2 separate regions of the Gossypium hirsutum genome follow, and region 2 is linked to region 1. A link is a contact called in public Hi-C data. All regions are on one chromosome and are shown on one strand. Each heading gives the region's core, a stretch centred on a gene start, on an enhancer-like site or on the middle of the called end of the contact. The rest is flanking DNA. Distances are from core to core; before and after follow the strand shown. Region 1 has its middle 27 kb from the start of LOC121220504. Region 2 holds the start of LOC107917830 (rRNA 2'-O-methyltransferase fibrillarin 1).

Region 1 (3,176 bases), core at 102-2,601:
ATAGAAGATGGGATTAGAAAATAGAAGTCAACTCAGAATTAAAATAGATGCTGATGCTGATGGTTCTACATGGAAAATATAGGAGGGCCAAAAAAGAACAACACAGAACATTATCAAGAAGTTAAATACTATTCCCCATACATTTGAAGATTCATACATTTTCTTAACAAAGTGAAAGTTACAGAAAGAACGGAAATGTCCAAGAACTACACGAAAATGGAGACAATTAATCAGTCGAAACCATATTACAGAAATAGCCAATTACTTATCATTTAATGCAGGTAAACTTTTAGCTACCAGTTCAAGGCAACATCGAAGAAGCCTTGAGGAACAAGAAAAAACCCCACAATGTTTCTACCATTTAAGGCAAGGAACTTAGGAATTCGAAATCCTATGACCATGAAAAATGAAAAATAAAAAGAAGCGCAATAATACAACCAGAAGCCCCGCGAATCCGACCGTCTCCATCAGCCTTCACCACTTTTGAGGTATCAACATCTCCACTCCCAGTACTAAAAAAATAAATAAACAAATACTTCTCAAGTAACTTGAGAAAATAATAAAAAATGAAAAGAACCAATTTAGCGGTCAGATAGTGTGGCAGGCTAAGGAGTAAGTACCAGTCAATAACATCTAAGATCTTTGGCTTCCCATCTGAAGTTAGTTGCAAACCAGCGGCAGCCGGATCAACACCAGAATCTTTGAAAAAAAAAGTTTAATTAAATGAAAAAATTTCAAAATATTGCTCCCCCCCCCCATTTAAATAACAATGTCAAAAAAGTACCAAAGATCGCGATGAGGGCACCGCGACCGTCGTAAAAAGGATGAGCTTCAATGAAGCGATCGGCGCCAATCTCCTTCTTCGGCATCAGAGAGGCTAAGAATGTGGAATGATTAAGTTTAAATTTGCGAAAACGCCCATTCTCTTCACCCCCGCCACCAACATCAGCACAAGTATTATCAGTAGTCACTATTGAAGAACAAGGCATGGCTCTACATATACCACCGCGACTCCCGCTTCGGCTTCGATGATAATTCCCCTCCTTTTTGGTTCTTCCCTTGAAATTATTATTATATTTAAGCTTTCTTCTGGGTGCAATGATTAGTAGAGAAGGGAAAGTGTGAAATGGTGGAGCTAATAATGTCACCGGGGGTTTGGCCCAGGTCAGAACATTAAATATCGAGGTTTGCATTCTAAGTTTACAGGTGTTTCATGGGACTGGGGATGAGAGGGTGTTTTGGGAATTGCGGTGGGTGTTGCGGCGGAGGAAAGGCGTTATGGAATAGCGCGCCTCCTGTATAGGGGGATAAGGTTAGTTTGTATTTGTAGGTGGGCTTTGATGATTGGATGTGGTTTGGGTGGCGCGGGAGCTGAGATGTAATTAAGTTACCTATTTTGTCCTTCTATTCTAAAGTAAACGACATCTAACTCTAAATTTCCAGTGCATGTGAAAATGATCGTTAGATTCAATAGGTTGCCAATTGACATCCTTACTATCGTGAGTTTGAGAATATTTAAATACATCATATAAGTGATAAAAGTTTGAATCATTGGTATATTTGGTTGATAATGCTTTTATCACCTTATTTATCTCAAGTATATATAGATTGTTTACTTGTTGGTAATGGTAAAAGGTGATCATTGGACGATAAAAAGTCTATAGTTAATTTATTTCTTTAGCGCAACTTGATCTCATTTTCTAGCTTTTATAGCTTATATGTAGCTAATATGTGGGATTCATGGTATTAATCGAGTGTATAGTTCTATTCATTTTGAGGCGAACTTTAATGTGCTTTTTTACTCGCCTTTGAGCGATTTACTTACTACTTTTTGTAGGCAAAGTGATTGAGGAGTGAATTCACTTATTTGTACACATGTAAGTTGCAACATATTTCAAGGAGATTAGGCTTAAATGATTTATTGTATATTAGAGAGTATAGTAGAGTCGTTTCTAAGCAAGGCTCATTTACGCAAGTTAAGTTTGAATTGCATTAAATTTTGGTCTTTTGTTCTTCCATTATCTTTGCCTTTATTAGTTGGTGTTCTAAAGTTTGTGCCCACACAACTTACCACATCTCACTACCCAACTCGAATTTTCCATCAAAATCAGAGCATCCTATCTAAAGATTTGCATTTGGTAGTTGTGTAATGGCAGGAATGAAGGAAGTTCAACACGAGACTTGCTATGCTCAAAAGCTTGTTTTAATTTACATCCACCATTATTGGATGGTTCCAGTTATGCATATTAAAAAGCTCAAATTAGGGTTTTCATCAAATAACTCGATGAGAAAGCATGAAGATTAATTCGAACTAGATATGAGCCTCTATATACTAAAATATGGTTATAAACCCTAAAGCCTAAAGCTACTTAGACCTTTAAAGAAGATAAAATAGTGAATTTAAATTCAAAGCATTGAATAGTATTTCCAATGGGGTAAATCCATAAAAATTCAAAAAGGATTTAAAGTGTATCTTAGCATGTAAAGCGTGGAATACCCTTGAAGCCATCTATGAGGGAACTCTTAAAGTCAAGCTATCAAAGCTTCAAATGCTTACCACCAAGTTTGAATCCTTACGAATGTTTAATAACAAGAGCACTTCTAAATTTTATGTTAAACTTTATCACATAACTAATGAGCTTCTACTCTTGATGAGGAATATCCTGACAAGAAATTAACCCACAAGATACTACAATCACTCCCTGAAAAGTTTGTTATCAAATTCAAAACTATTGAAGAAGTCAAGAATATTAGCACAATATGTGTTATGAGCTGATAGGCTCCCTAAAAACATTTGAGATTAATATAATAGAAGATTGAAAAGACAGAGTTAAATGTAATAAAAGTATTACCTTGAATGTGACTACTCTAGTGGATAAACTTAATAACCCAATTTTATCTCTTAAAGAGTTGTAAGAACAGCTAGCCCTTTCAGATGCGCTAGGATGTGCTTCATGCTCCAGTATGCATTATATGTGCCAGTTTCCCCACTTCGGTTTATTCGATGATGCACTTTGGTGCTAGTTGGTGTGTTGGTTGGACGATCTATGTATCTATTCGATTACGAGTTAGGTTAGTAGGGGTTATAAATTGTAAGCTTGATAAATGATACCGAAATAAAATTATATGATGTTATGGAATCAAATATGTTCATATGTGAATTGTGATAAAGAAAG
Region 2 (3,016 bases), core at 242-2,741, 270 kb after region 1:
AAAAAAAATAAAAAAAGACAACAAATTCCTTAAAGAGCGACGAACACTAAGAAATAAAACGGAAGAAAGAATCACCTCTATTCAGATTTTTCTTTTTTTTCTATTGATTTTGTGAACCCCCCCCCATTTTACAGATTAAAATCGGGCTTTTATAACCGAAATAGAAAATCCCACCAAATCTATTTTGTTATTTGTTGGCATTATATTGCCCGATTTTTGCTATTCTATTTGGCTTCCTTTTCTTTGTTTATTGTTTGCTGTTGCAGGTACAAACGTGGGGAAGGCGCGGGTCGTGCGGCGGCGAGGGGCGCGATGTGCGGGATCGACAAGCGTGGTGCGCGGGAGCAGTTGCAGCGCCAGATTGCTGCGGCACTGAAGCAGAAAGGGCTAGGGCTTCTGGACTGGGCTAGGGTTAATGTAATTGGGCTGAATTTTGGGTTTAGTCTGTAGATGAGTAATTGGGCATGCTATGTTTTTATTTTGTATGGGCCCGTGCATATTTGGGCTTGTACATTAACGATTGGCTGTTAAAGCTAACTGCTCTGACTTTTTTTAAGTTAAAGCCATCACATGTCACAAACACAACGTGACATGTGTCAAAAAAATGATAAAAATAAAATCAATAAAACTTATGCAACTTATTAAATTTTAATAAAAAATAAAAAAATATTTAAAATTTATTATAAATTCGGAAAAATATTATAAAAATTTGTAAAAAATTGTAATTTTTTATAAAAAACATATAAATATAGAAAAAATTATAAAATTTTATAAAGTCATAAGAAAATTATAAAAAATAAAAGAAACACAAAATTCGTAAAAAAAATATAAAAATTATCATACCAAAAAGAAACATTTTATAATTTTTCTATTAATTTTATTGATTTTTATTTTTTTTATCATTTCTGTGCCACATGTCACGTTGTGTTGCAACACACAATGGTATTAATTGAAAAAAAAACTAGGGGCCATTAACTTTAACGGTTAACTGTTAAAAGTTAATGGTTAAAGAAAATTTTTGATGCATTTTATAATTTTTAATAATTTTTAAATATATTTTATATTTTTTATTAAATTTTAGTAATTTTTATAACTTTTATTAATTTTTATTTTTTTTATAATTTTTGCCACATGTCACGCCTTGGTGGAGTGGCTTTAACTAAAAAAGTTAGAGGCAGTTAACTTCAACAGTCAATTGTTAAAGTTTACGGTCAAATGATATTTTTGATGCATTTTAGCAATTGAGCGAAAAAAAAGAAGAACAAAGGCTTAATTTTTTTTTAAAAAAATTTGAGAGCTTTTTACAACATTAAGCCTATTATTTTTAAATAATATATTTAAAATAATTTCTGCAGAATAAATAAATTTTATAAATTTAAAATTTAAAAGATTTATTATCAATTAAATAAAAAAAACACCGAAACGAGGAACTTGGGCTACGAGACTGCCACCCATTGATATAGTCCAACAAGCCCATTGTTTTTACCACTGTTCTAAATGTGGGCCTTTGTCCTATAAAGTATAAACCCTTCTCTTTTTCGCCCCTTCCCAAAACCCTAGTCTTCATTCTATATATCGCAGAACCCCTAGCCATCACTCCCCTCCCCACTATCATTCCATTTGCTTTGCCTTTACTTCTCCTTGCTATCGAACTCTACCAAGTATGAGACCTCCAAGAGGTAACCATTTTCTTTTCTTTTATATGGTTAAAACAGCTGGGTCTGATAGTCTGGAGCTTATAAGCATCTCAGTCCTCTGTTTTTCTTTAAATGATTTTAGAGTCATGTTCTGTTATTTTAATGTTTGATTATGTGCAGGCCGTGGTGGTGGTGGTGGGTTTAGGGGCAGAGGTGATGGGGGGAGAGGGAGAGGAAGGGGTGGTGGTGGTGGAAGAGGTGGCGATAGGGGAGGCAGTGGCATGAAGCCCCGTGGTGGTGGCCGCGGTGGAGGAAGAGGACGTGGTGGTGGAAGAGGAGGAATGAAAGGTGGGAGCAAGGTTGTAGTTGAGCCCCATAGACACGAGGGAGTTTTTGTTGCCAAGGGTAAAGAAGATGCTCTTGTTACTAAGAATATGGTGCCTGGTGAGGCTGTCTACAATGAAAAGAGGATTGCTGTTCAGGTCATTTTGTCTCTCTAATCACACAATCCGTTTCCATTCTCTTATTTACCACGATAGTATCATTGATATCATGTATTGGATATACTTCGTTTTTGGCTATTTGCTTTTTTTCTCTCTAAAACTTGCTGTCAAGATTATGATAAACTTTGCAATGAAAAATTGAGGGTCTTCCTGATTTTTTCACTTAACAGAATGAAGATGGAACCAAAGTTGAGTACAGGGTTTGGAACCCTTTCCGATCCAAGTTGGCAGCTGCAATTCTTGGTGGTGTTGATAATATATGGATTGTAAGCTTTCACATTTCCTTTTTTATGCTTGTTCATATAATGTACATGATGAGTATCTCTTAGTAAGACTTTTAAATACCATAAAACTGTTTAATTCTGTTTCTTTTTGGGGTTTAATCAAGAAACCCGGTGCTAAGGTTCTCTACCTTGGAGCTGCTTCGGGTACCACTGTTTCTCATGTATCCGATGTTGTTGGTCCTGTAAGTATAGTATTAACCCCCAAGTATCCTAATGTCATTGTATGTTTGTACCTGGCAGAGTTGCTTATTGTTTGTTCATTTCATTTTCCTTCAGAATGGAGTGGTTTATGCTGTGGAATTTTCTCACAGAAGTGGTAGGGATTTGGTCAACATGGCTAAGAAGCGAACGAATGTTATACCTATCATTGAAGATGCTAGGCATCCTGCTAAATACAGGATGCTAGTTGGCATGGTGGATGTGATATTTTCTGATGTTGCGCAGCCTGATCAGGTTTGCTTTTTATGTATTTTTGCAACTCTATTTTTGATTCAGGAAATATTGGAAAACAAGCAGTTTTATTTGCTTAATTAATTGGTAGTTTGAGATCATGTAGTTTGCATCTCTATGACCTACATACATTTCAAAATTT

The links. Hi-C and Micro-C count contacts between places; a contact is called where the count stands out from the background.
Region 2: a Hi-C map of leaf shows a contact between it and region 1, with 2.1 times the contacts expected there. The contact joins the promoter of LOC107917830 here to the enhancer-like site in region 1. A contact is called at or near these places in 2 of 34 Hi-C or Micro-C datasets (both in leaf).

Annotation. Positions count from the first base shown.
Region 1 is chrD08:36,462,365-36,465,540 of Gossypium_hirsutum_v2.1, forward strand. It overlaps the pseudogene LOC107917752. Among protein-coding and RNA genes, the nearest start is that of LOC121220504, 27 kb to the right of the region's middle. Within about 2 kb of position 1,352, at least 7 of the 9 cell types and tissues checked have an H3K27ac peak or open chromatin away from gene starts, as enhancers often do. A contact at or near this core is called in leaf, where this site is marked.
Region 2 is chrD08:36,732,228-36,735,243 of Gossypium_hirsutum_v2.1, forward strand. LOC107917830 (rRNA 2'-O-methyltransferase fibrillarin 1) reads left to right here and starts at 1,492. Exons shown (of 7, transcript XM_016847178.2): 1 at 1,492-1,679; 2 at 1,818-2,119; 3 at 2,311-2,406; 4 at 2,529-2,606; 5 at 2,701-2,877. The coding sequence starts at 1,664.